Linked DNA regions of Sus scrofa: all the other regions are linked to region 1. A link is a contact called in public Hi-C and HiChIP or PLAC-seq data. All regions are on one chromosome and are shown on one strand. The core of a region is the stretch at or near the end of the contact, and the rest is flanking DNA. Distances in the headings are between cores, read along the strand shown.

Region 1 (3,792 bases), core at 661-3,160:
TCTGTTTTTGTCACTGATATGGTCCATCACCCAGCACATCGCCTTGAAAATATTCCTATAAATGGAATGAACTCTTCTCTGAAACAAAGCTAAATTATCTCCAACAAAAAACTTTTGCACAATTACATCCCTCAGCTCCAAAAGCAGTAAAATAAAATGATCCAACTTTCACTGTCAACATCATTTACTAAGTTGACTACAGCTTGAAGGCAGTAGGAGATATTATGGGATTAAGAACACAACAAAGGAAAACGTTTTAGACAGGAGTAGTAAAAACTTTCAGATTATAAATTATGACTAGGCTTATATATAATTGACAATGAAATGTGTTTATGCCATCTCAAAAAGATGAAAATATGTGTTATGATTAGAATAGGTGTCAATCCTGTTAGGAACATTTACCTGCACAAACACGGGTCCTCAGGTGTGACTGCTTTCCCACCCAGCCCGGAAAAGACCTCCTTAGCTCTCATCCAGAGGCACACCAAGCCTCACCAGGGGCGCATAGATTATTTTCGCTGTTAAGGTCAATCCAATCAGTATCATCATGGGGGCATAGGGAGTAGGGAGAAAAGTTATATTTTGGAAAACAATCCATGGGAAATTATCAAGCAGCCAAGTTTAGTTTGGAAATGCAAATATCTGTCACTTAGTTTTCAAACCCTGTGCAAGCAGACAGTGAAGGCGTGATGAGGGGGAAAAGCAACAGCAACAATCACAAAAAAGAAAAGAAAGAAAGAGAAATGGAGAAGAGAGAGGCTATGAAAGGGAATTCTTTTTCGTAGTCTGTCTTAGGGGATTTATTGTCACTGAGTTTTTTTTAATTTTTAAATGGAAGTAGAGTTGATTTACCGTGTGTTAATTTCTGTTGTGCAGCAAAGCGATTCAGTTATATGTATACACATTCTTTTTCATATTCTTTTCCCTATGGTTTATCTCAGGATATTGAATATAGTTCCCTGAGCTATGTAGTAGGCCCTTGTTCCTTATCCGAAGGGGGTTATTTTCATACACGGTACTAATTTGCATTTACATCATGTTACGTTTGAGTAAGGTGATTTCTTTCATCCAAATTATTTCACCCATTTAAAACTATTAAGATACTGGGGAAAAGCCTGTCAGGGCCATTTGATGTAATCTTTCCGCCTCTCCTTCAGGCAGGAAGGTGCGATGACGCAGAGAACTCAGCATGTGTTCTTTCCTTGGTGTGTTCACAAAAGGGATCCGGTAGCAACTTAACCAGACATGAGCTTTCCCTTCGTTTGGATCTGTTTGCCAAAGCCCCAGTACCCACTGGAATTTTCTGGGGTTGGGCTGCTGGAGAACAACCACCGAAAGGCTGGATGCAGGAGACCGGTTTCCCGTGCCACTTTGAAGCTTGTGACACTGGGCACAATACTTATTTTCGGCTCTTCGGTTTCAGTATTTGGGAAAGGGCAGCAATAATATGTCTGTTTTATTAGGTTGTTGTGAAGATGAGACAGGCCTGTGTGTGAGTGAAAAGCCCTTTATAAACCGTAAAACCCTCTCCAGATGTTGGCTATCATCGCCTTTAAAGGACGCAGAATCTGTTTCAATTGCATAGGAGACTGCAAAAAGACTCCTTGACACTTTTAGTCACAACTTGACCCGAAGCTTAATCTCGCTGTAAATCGAAAGGGTTCTTGCGCCCCAAACCAGCCCGGGACAGGGTCACCCAGGCCGCCGGAGCGGTCCCTGCGGTATTCCACCCGGAGAGACGGCTCGCCCTCCACCTCCCACTGGTCTCCCGGGGAGGGCCGCGCCGCTCCTTTCCGTCTGGGCGGTGCCAGCTGGAGGGCGTGGCCCGGGCGGAGCGGAGGCGCGCTGGGGGCGTGGCCTCCACGGGAGGGCGTGGCCTCGCCTCCCCGGCGTTCCTGGGCCGCCCGCAAGCCCGGCTTGCCTGCCAGCTAGCGGACGGGCGCGCGGCTCCTGCGCACTCGGCCTCCGCCTGCGCGCGTCGCTGGCACAGCTGCGTTCTCGCCTCCGCGGCTGGGAGTGGGGTCCGGCGCGAGCCGCCGCTCAGCTTCGGGAGCACACACTCCCCGGCGCTCTCCGCACCAGCGCCCCTTCCCGACCACATCAGGTCCGGGGCGGGCGAGGGCGGCGAGGGCGCACGACCCGAGACTGCAGGACTAAGGGTCTAGAAGGTAAGCAGAACCCTGCGCCCCCCGGGCTGGGGAGGGGGTGGGTCATCCTGGCCCGAACGCCGCGGCCTCTGACTTCTGGGAAGCCCAAGCTCTCTTCCTCCTCGCTGCCGGCTTCCCAGCACGCTGACTCAAGTCGCTGGCGTTCCCACTTTTCCGGTGGGAACCTTCGGGGAGAACGGGCGAAGGAGACGCAGAGCTCGCACCACCCTTACTTAGAAATCTCCAGCAGGTAGCATCTAGAAAAACTGGGGAGGGAAACACAGGCAGAGACCTATCCTCCTCCCCCTCTCCCACTCCCCAAAATCAACCATCTGCCTGTGCGCCCCGAGTCTTGAGGAAAGATGTTCGGTTGTTGTAACCTGGTCCCCGGGTTGCATAATGGAAGAGTCCCAGAAGTTTCTCTGGGAGGTAAAAGCAGGGCTTTTCTCTCCTCCATTCCGCCCCCCCCGTCACCCCTCCCCCCTGCGTCTAGTAGAGAGAGATTAGTGGTGCCAGTCCCTTCAAATGGTGGTTGGGATGGAGGTGTGTCTGGTGGTCCGCAGCCTCCGGAAACGGAGGGCAAAAGTTGGAGACACCTTCTGAGACTTGCTCCTGGCGCAGAGGGAAACGGCGTCTGCAGAACATGGATCTGGTTAATTTCCCTTGAGGATCGTTTGTTCTTGGTGTCTGATCCTCTCACTGCCTGCGGCACACGAGCCCTCGGACTTTGCGAGCGCCGGGGTCGGCGAATTACGTGGGGGAAGCGAGTTATAGGAAGCGTACTTTAACGTGTTGGTAGTTAGGTTAATGAAGCTGCGAGGGACCTTCCGGGGTCTTGATACTTTCCTCCTAGGTTAGTCTTGTAGCAGTTTCCTTACACGGCCCCCACATTGTTATGCAAATTGTCCCTGGAAGACCCTTGGCTTTGGAAGTGGAGATGTGTCCTAATCTTCCGGGAGCCCTTCTCTGTTGGGGGGTGGAGTGGGGGTGGGGAAGGCCTTGCAGACGAAGTTTTGTTTTTTTAAGGATGGGGTGCGGTCATTTTAACCCTGTTGGTGCACGTTGGAGGCGCGGGTGGGCATGGGGGATGACATACCGTCGAGAAACGCGACCAGATTTGAAACTTTAAAGGCGAAGCCATACGTGAAGGCGAAGACCCAGTGTTCCTTGAAACGGGTGCAAGGTAAAAGGGCTCAGGAACTGAGCCACAGAAACCTTGGGCAAGGACCTGGCCTGAGAATTTGTTCGGGGGGGGTGTTGCTTGTGCAAGATTATTTTAGAGCAAGGTCATGCAGAGGTGGTAGAAGGTAGGGGCGGTGCTGAGACACCTCTGCCTGACCTACGTGGTGTCAGACTCCCGGTGGAGGTAGAAGTCTCAGAAAAGCCGGGGGGGGGGGGGGAGACCTTTGGACTCAGGAGTCTAATTCTGCTCGGAGGCTTAAGAATACCTAGGCATGGCCCTGTTTCAATGTTTACTTCCTCTGTCTAATGTATTTCCTTAGCTCGCCTTTCATCTTTAGTGGAAAGGGTTCCTTGAGTGGATGTTCTGGAAATAAATTCACAGGAGAGTTGAAAATTCTGGGTCGTTCGCCTGCTTTCATTTGAAGGTGGTGTCTCTTAACCAGTGTCAGAAAGTAGAATTTGA
Region 2 (3,792 bases), core at 529-3,028, 450 kb after region 1:
TGATCCAGTTTTGCTGGAACGAACAGTAAATTCTTCTGGCAGTGTTGAGCTTTTCTAGACAGGTATTATAAAGGGCTGGGGATGGTGCTGGGATCATCCTAGGGACAAGGCCTTAAGCTGCTAGAAGCCATAATGAGGTGATGAAATAAAATTTATATTTTAGGGCAGGAAGAGAAAAAAATTCAACATAAAAATTTCTGTTTGTCTGGGCCCCCCACCCCACCAGCAATGTGCAGTGTGCGTCTGCATTACACATTAAAGAGAACTCCTCAAAGATGGGAGTGCCTACTCAACTGTAAAGATCAATTTTTTTTCTTCTGTTTTTAATTCTGACGCTAGTAACTTCTTAAAAAAACATGGGGGGGGGTTGGTCATAGGGACTCCACGCTCACTTAACAAGTGCTTACCTGGACTATGCATCCTTGGTGAACTTTATGTAAAGTATCAGTATGTCATTATGATGTATAATCCTTTGACTCAAAAATGTATACGACCATGCCTTTGACTTCTAACACAACAGTCCTCAGAGCTTTCTGAGGCTCTGCTTCCTGTGTTACAATCCGTTAACTTGACTCAAATAAAATCCCCCTTTTTCTTCTTGATAGTTAATTGAATTTTCTTGGACAAGTTTGGTCGAGTCTTAATGCAGAGGTTCAGATGGGTCCTTCACATGCCAAGAGTTTTACAGTCTTCAGAACAGTTATTAAAGTTTGATAAATCTACCTTTTAAGATGCTCGAAAGTTTTATGTCTGTGTCAACAGTGGATTGTGTATTTAATGGTTAAATACGTGCACATTAATAAGATAATGACTATCGAACATGAAAAACCAGCTGTTTTGGACACTCCTGATTTCCAATGTCCAGTTTGCAGTGTGAATAATTCCTTCCTATCTCGGGGGTGGCCCTCTGTTCCTCCTGCAGGATATGTGCCTATTTCACAGCCGGCTTCCTCTTCGGAGGTTTGCCAGGGCCACACAAGTAAGGCCTTGTGAAATGTACCCACTGCAGTGAACAACCTGGTAAACAGGGAAGAGAAAAGCCTCACACACGGGACTGCAAGTCTCTTGCCTACTTTCTCTCCCTGTCGTCACTTATAATAAGTTCAGCTACGACTAAGACAAGCGGGATTCACGTCTAGGCCAGCTGCCTGGAACCCGGTCCGGCCTAAAAAACCAGGGCCTCGTCGGAGGTTTACAGACACACTTCTCTCTCAATGCCCTTACTTTCTTCCCCCTTCCAGCTCCTCGTCTTCTTTCACTTTCCCCTTTCTCTCCCGCTCTCTCCGCCGCCGACGGGCCCCGCAGGACGCCGGAGCCCAACCCGCACGTCCAGAAAGCTCGCGTTACCAAGCCAGCCGTGTCTTTGCTTTGCGGCGGGGTCGTAAAGTGCCGTCACGCACCGGAAACGGCGCGGCCCCAGGAGCCGTATCCCCGTGGTGGGGGCTGGGCGCAAGGGCGTCGCTTGAGGGTCTCGCGGGTCCGTCCCTTCGGCAGGGCTTCCGGGCCCTGGGTGTTGATGAGACGTGGCCACGCCCTCTCCAGAACCGGAAGGCGGCCGGGTCCTAGTGCCCGCTGGACACGCAGGGCCCGGGCTCGGGGCTGAGGGGCGGGCGGAGGCTGCGGCCCAACCAAGAGCGGCTCTCGCTCCGCGCTTTTTCCCGCGGGCCGCTGATGGCCGGACGCGTCCTGGGGAAGACGTTAGCCACCGTGTCTCTCTCTGTGGCCTTGGCCTCTGTGACGCTCAAGTCCTTGGGCTGTTGCAGCCTCACGACGTGCAGGTATTCGCTCTTACGGTGCGGGCTCCTTCTTCCGAGCCCGTGGGTTGTGGGCGGGAACCAACGCTTGGTGGGGTGGTTTCAGTAGGCTTCGCCTGCGTCAGGGGTTTTTATAGCCGTATGTACATTTTTTACTTTTTAATTAATTAATTAATTAAGTCGTGGTGGCAGCATGTGGAAGGTCCCAGGCCAGGGATTGAACCCGAAATGACAGCTGGGACCTGAGCAGGGCGAGATCCTTAACTGCTAGACCACCAGCAAACTCCATCCACACATTTTTTAAAAGGCTCTAAAATGTCTTACCTGCCTTTTGAGAAAAACAAATAGTAATATCTTTTTTTATGATACAAGAAATTTGCCGTCCTCCATGAGTCCCTAACACTATTTTCTCCAGAAAATTTAAATAGCTCTGGTTTGGGTGTGGTGGTGTCCCGTGGCTTTTTTTTTTTTTTTTTTTCCCCAGTTAATTCTTAAAATATTATTAAAATTAGTACATTTATGTAGTTTAAAAACGTGAACAGTATAAACGCTGTAAAGTGAAAAATACGAGTCATCATTTTTCTACATTTCAGTGTAGATAATAGATTTATTATATACTCTTTAAAAAATTTGCTTTAAAATTTAAAATTTGCTTTTAAAAAATTTGCTTTAAATCTAGGGATTTGTGATATCCCACACTGCCTCCTCCTTTTATTCCTCTCTCCTTTTGGTTTCTAAACATGATGCCCTAGGTACCATGCCCATGCTAGCTAGGCACAGAGTAATAAACAGGTTTTATGAGGCTGCCTCTAGGAGTGTGTGTACTTAATTTTTTTTTGCTTTGCACGGCAGGGCAGTTTTACTTTCGCACAAGGGAGTTTTCTTCTCTCCCCCCCCCCCCCTCACCGCCCCCCTTCCCCGGCAGGCCATTCTTTTGTCCTGTCCTTTTTTCCCTGAAACTCCAGTGTAGCTTTTGGATTTTCTGGATGGAGCCGCTGTTGCTCTTTCTCTCTAATTTTCCATTGGTTTGTCTTTTGCTATGATGCTCTTAGTGATTTTCTTCAAATTTATCTTCTAGGTTATTCATTTAGACTTCAGCCCTGGGCACTGTTAGTCAGCTCTTCTTCTGAATTGTAGATTGTGCCAAGAACTTTTTTTCCCTAACTGCTTTCTTTAATAGCATCCTTTTCTTGTTTTATGGCTGTAAGAAGTCTTTTGAATCTATACAAATGATAATGAGAATAAAAACTCATCTTCTCTTTCCTGAATTGCCTGTTTTGCATCAGTGGTTCTGTTTCTTTTTGGTAGTTTTTCCTTCTGTTTTTTCTCAAACCTCTGGTGGATGCCAGTTATCGATATTTTGATAATTAATGGGCATATTCTCTCTAAACAGGAAGACTGAGTGAGTGTGGGCTCCATGTACCAGTGGACATAGACAGGAAGGTTTCAGGTGAGCAGGTAGGTAGCAGGTGACAGGCTAAGAACCTCCCCCTTGCCCTTCCATTCCGGGCTGTACACCAGTGGGGCGCCTTCTCTGTTGAGCGTGGCTGCTTTCACTTTATTTCCTCCCTGAATCATAGAGGTGTTAAACCTGGGTTCCTGCTGTATTCTCTAATACCAGTGTTCACAATGGAGACCATGGTCCTTCCTTAGTCTGCTAACAACTTTTGCCGAACTTTTGTTTGGAGGGTGGGAGGGGAGGGAGAAGAACTGATTTCCATGGTTACCGTCCTGCTGCCCACTCAGGACACTTGGGCCCACCTACTTCAAGCTTGAAACCTCTTCCGCCTCCTCTTGTGGGAAGGGCATCTCTCCCTCACCCTTTTGTGCATATTCTCAAATCTAATTGGTTCTGCTTTGCTTTTGTAGGTCAATATGATTCTGCCTACTTTTTATATTCCTGAAATTAGTTAAACTCTCTCAGTCACCGGCAGTGGCCTAGTCTCTTCTGCTACAGATTTTGTTGCCTTCTTATACAACTTTATTTCTTTTCAGTGGGGTTTGGGAAGGGAAGCGATAAACATGTAAGCCCTCTGGA
Region 3 (3,792 bases), core at 471-2,970, 290 kb after region 1:
TTTTTTTTAAATCTGCACAATATCTAGTAAAGAAACCTCCCAAAAGTGGGTCATGGGTTGACTAACTAAAGCGGGTGCCGGCTGGAAGGAGGAGGAAAAGCAGTAGCCAATGAGAAAAAAAAAAAAAAAAAAAGCCATTGCCAAGTAGAGGTTCTCTTCTCATCGAAGTCTAGCCTCTGGCAGGATCAAGACTCCAGGGAGAGAGTGTAAAAGGATTTCCTCGAAGAACGAGAATGAAAGAACACCAAGAGTCCAACAATTATCAACTTATACAGGAAAACAAAACAAAACCAAAAAAAAAAAAAATTCAAAGAAAGAAGGAAAAAGTGCTACCAGCAGATAAAATACCTGTGTCAACCCAGCTTCTTTGAAGAACCCTGTCCTGAGAATCTCCCCAAAGTGGAGCCACCAGCACAAGGTAAAGGGCCACACATAGCTATTAATACAATTAAAAGGAATAACTGCTGCGGGAGGTTCGTTCCCAGCCCCCCTAGCGGGTTAAAGGATCCCTTCCTGCCGCAGGTGCGGCTCATTTTCCATCCCTGGCCCGCGAGTGCATCCATAAAGTAAAAACTCAAAGAAACCAGTAGAGAGGAAAGGAATACTGAGAAGAGTTCGATTTTCTACGAAAAGTCACCTGATCGCTGCCAGGTGGGAAAACACATGAAAAGCTTTTCAAACTCAGGCGCCCGAGCGCTGGGACGGTGCAAACCCAGCAAAGGGCCAGCCCCGGGCTAGAAAACTCGAACCGTGTGGACAAGCTAACCAACAAGCTAACTAAGCCCAGAACTGAGTGGAAGGAGGCAAGAGCTGGCACCAGCGGCTGTAAAACAACTCCATCGAGCCGCTGCGTGCTGGAAAAGAGGCTGCAGTTTCTGGTGTCACATCGATCCGGGCTCCACCCCCGCGGATGGTCCACCTGGCGCGGGCTGCTAAGCCCCCAGCACCCGCCAGGCCGACCCGCAGCGGGCCCCGCGGACCCGCCAGTGCCCCTCAGGTGGGCCAAGCCGGGACGGGCGGCTCACCCCCGGACGCGCTGCCAAAGCCCCCGGGGCGGGCAGTCCCGGGGCGCCGCTCCCCCCGCCGCGACCCCGCGCGCGGAGCCGCGAGGCAGCCCGCCTGCCCCGCCCCCACAGGCCGCGGGTCCCGCGGGCCGCCCTCCCCGACCCCGACCCCGCGCCCGCCGCTCGGCGCGGAGGGTGCCCGGACCCCGCCAAGCACCTGCCTGCTCCTCTCTTTCCTTCCCCCGGGGGCACCGGAGCGAGTCCGGGGGTCGCGGGGAGGCTGACAGAGGCTGCGGTTCCCCTCGCGAAAGGCGACCCCCTTTCTCCCGCCAAAGGGGGCGACAGAAACCGTGCAGCGGTTTCATGGGCCCAAACCCCGTCCGCTGTGGAGTTTGGGTTACGGCTCGCAGGGCTGGAGTTTCCCCGCGCCCCCGATGTGGGGCTCGGGGGAGGGAGGACCTGGCGTCAGCGCACCGCACCGCACAAAAGAAGAGGCGACTGAGGGGGCACGGGCGTCGGGTTACCTCGGTCCTCGGCTCGCCCCCCGGCTCCGTCCCTCCCGGCCTGGCCAACGCTGCAGCCGGCCGAGCAGCTTCCCGCAGCCGCCAGCTGCGCCGCACCAGCCCCGCGTGAGCAGCCGACGGACGCGCGCTCTCTGGCGCGGCCCCGTCGAGCCCAGCCGGCGCCCGGCGTCCTCTCGCCCCCGCCCCCGGTGCTGTGGCCTCAGGGGCGGGGCGAGGAGCGCGCGCCTGCGCACAGCACTCTGGGAAGTGTGGTTTTCAATGACCTCCCGGGGGACCGCTCCCGCCCCCGCCCCCACGCGCTCTCCCAGGTCGCTCACCGTGGGTGGTGGGGTTTTTTACCCCACGGCGAAGGTTATCCTGCCCGAGGCTGGCAGATCAGGGCCTAGGGGACGTCCTGAAAACACATTTTTGGGTAGGCCACCGCGTAATGCCCCCGGAGTTTTCCGTTTCTTTACTTCTTTGGCAGTTCAGTAAGTGCCCTCCTGCTGGAGGTCGAGAGTCAGGGTTTATGGCTTTGAAAGGAAAAAGGTGCTTCTCCTTTCATTCCCATCACTTTCTCCACCTGCTCTACAGAGGCTATACAAAACAGCTGGTGTATATAAATACATACCCACAGTTGATAAGCCTAAGGAAGCAGTTGATTGATCTAAGCACTCACTGCTAAAAACAATTGCAAGCAAAAATGATGTTGAAATAAACTAATTTTTCAGTAAAATGTAAGCAGGGAAAGAGTAAGCAAGAGCAAAGAAAAAAAAATTGAAGAAGGATATTCTCCTAAATGTGGCTTTTGTTAGAGCCACCTCAAATTTTCACACCAGGAATCTATTTCAGAATAAATTCCAACTTAAAGTTTATAAATATTAATATATAGGTTTGTATTGATTTTGCTAGAGTTATTTTCCCCCCAACATAAGCATCTTATGTAAAAACCCCGAAATGACTATTTCGAATTTGAAATTTTAGTTCCAGAGGGAAGAAAATAATCCCCTTTCTTTTAAATAGAAATAAATCTTTTTTTTTTTTTTTTTCTTTCGCTTTTTAGGGCTAAACCTGCAGCATATAGAGGCTCCCAGGCTAGGAGTTCCTGTCATGGCTCAGTGGTAAACCAACCTGACTAGTATCCATGAGGACAGGGTTCCATCCTTTGCCTTACTCAGTGGGTTAAGGATCTGGCATTGCCGTGAGCTGTGGTGTAGGTCACAGAGGTGACTCAGATCTGGCGTTGCTGTGGCTGTGGCTTAGGCCAGCAGCTACAGCTCTGATTTGACCCCTGGCCTGGGAACTTCCATATGCCAGGGGTGCAGCCCTAAAAGAACAACAACAACAAAATGCTTGTAGAATAGAACTGCTCTTTTTCCTCTGCTAATTGCCATAAACAAAATAACAGACTACTTGTAGTTACTAACCACGTCAAAGAAATATACGCCATAGTTCAATATGATTACCATTTATCTTTTCAAGTATATTTAGTGAGCATCGACTCTGCCAGACGCAGAGCTAGGAATTGGGATGAACTGAATAGTACCTGCCCTTGGGGAGATTTAAGATCTAGTGGAGATGGATAACTAAACAGATAATCAGTAAAAGCGTATGCAAGCGTGCCAAGAGGAGTGGGGAGCATATAAGGTATACCAGTCTAGAGCATTTTGTTTGGAGAGGGGAGTCAGGCAAAAATTCTGAAAATTAAATGTAATTCTCAAACCAAACAATAAACTGAGGGAAAAGTTCTTCCCTAAGATGTGATATATCCATAACAATGTTCTCAATTATTTTAAAAAATAGATGTCTTACAAAACAAGATACACCTCGATGGGCTTCAGGACCCGCTACACCGAAATATGGCATCTTGGCATATGAGTATCTTCAACTGAAGGAATTTGAGAAAATATCAGAAGCAGGAAGTCACTCTGCTCCCCCCCCCCAACACTGCTCTTCCAAAAACAGATCAACGAAACTCCCATATAAAAGTTACCCTCCGTATACCAGAAGGAAGACATTCTTATTGCCAGAGATGGAATTTAGGGCCAAGAAGGCTGGATAAATACACTTTTTAAAACTAACCCTTGTCTTCCTAGCTACTTCTTTGTCATTTACCAACCCTAGCCCAAAGCCGATTGTCTTATCAATTCTTCACAAATGTATTGTTGCTTTGTCAAAAAGATGTGAAAGCTTCCTGCTCTGGTCACTTCTTTGGGTCTTCATTCTCTGATGAAGTCTCCCATGTACATGTAAAAATTCAGTAACAATTAGATGCTTTTATGCTG

The links. Hi-C and Micro-C count contacts between places; a contact is called where the count stands out from the background. HiChIP or PLAC-seq counts read pairs in DNA pulled down with a chosen protein or histone mark.
Region 2: an H3K27ac HiChIP or PLAC-seq map of alveolar macrophages shows a contact between it and region 1. The contact joins the promoter of LOC100520923 here to the promoter of AFF1 in region 1. A contact is called at or near these places in 1 of 5 promoter capture datasets (fetal liver) and 1 of 2 datasets of contacts at active chromatin or transcription factors (alveolar macrophages).
Region 3: a contact with region 1 is called in a Hi-C map of embryonic fibroblasts, with 2.1 times the contacts expected there. The contact joins the promoter of KLHL8 here to the promoter of AFF1 in region 1. A contact is called at or near these places in 1 of 5 promoter capture datasets (liver), 20 of 47 Hi-C or Micro-C datasets (adipose tissue, alveolar macrophages, embryonic fibroblasts and 11 more) and 2 of 2 datasets of contacts at active chromatin or transcription factors (alveolar macrophages and skeletal muscle).

The regions. Positions count from the first base shown.
Region 1 is chr8:131,922,932-131,926,723 of Sscrofa11.1, reverse strand. It overlaps AFF1 (AF4/FMR2 family member 1), which reads left to right and starts at 1,910. Exons shown (of 21, transcript XM_021101783.1): 1 at 1,910-2,168.
Region 2 is chr8:131,470,568-131,474,359 of Sscrofa11.1, reverse strand. It overlaps LOC100520923 (estradiol 17-beta-dehydrogenase 11), which reads right to left and starts at 1,778. Exons shown (of 9, transcript XM_021101772.1): 1 at 408-1,778. NUDT9 (ADP-ribose pyrophosphatase, mitochondrial) reads left to right here and starts at 1,576. Exons shown (of 11, transcript XR_002346876.1): 1 at 1,576-1,778; 2 at 3,148-3,212.
Region 3 is chr8:131,632,099-131,635,890 of Sscrofa11.1, reverse strand. It overlaps KLHL8 (kelch-like protein 8), which reads right to left and starts at 1,720. Exons shown (of 10, transcript XM_021101776.1): 1 at 1,529-1,720.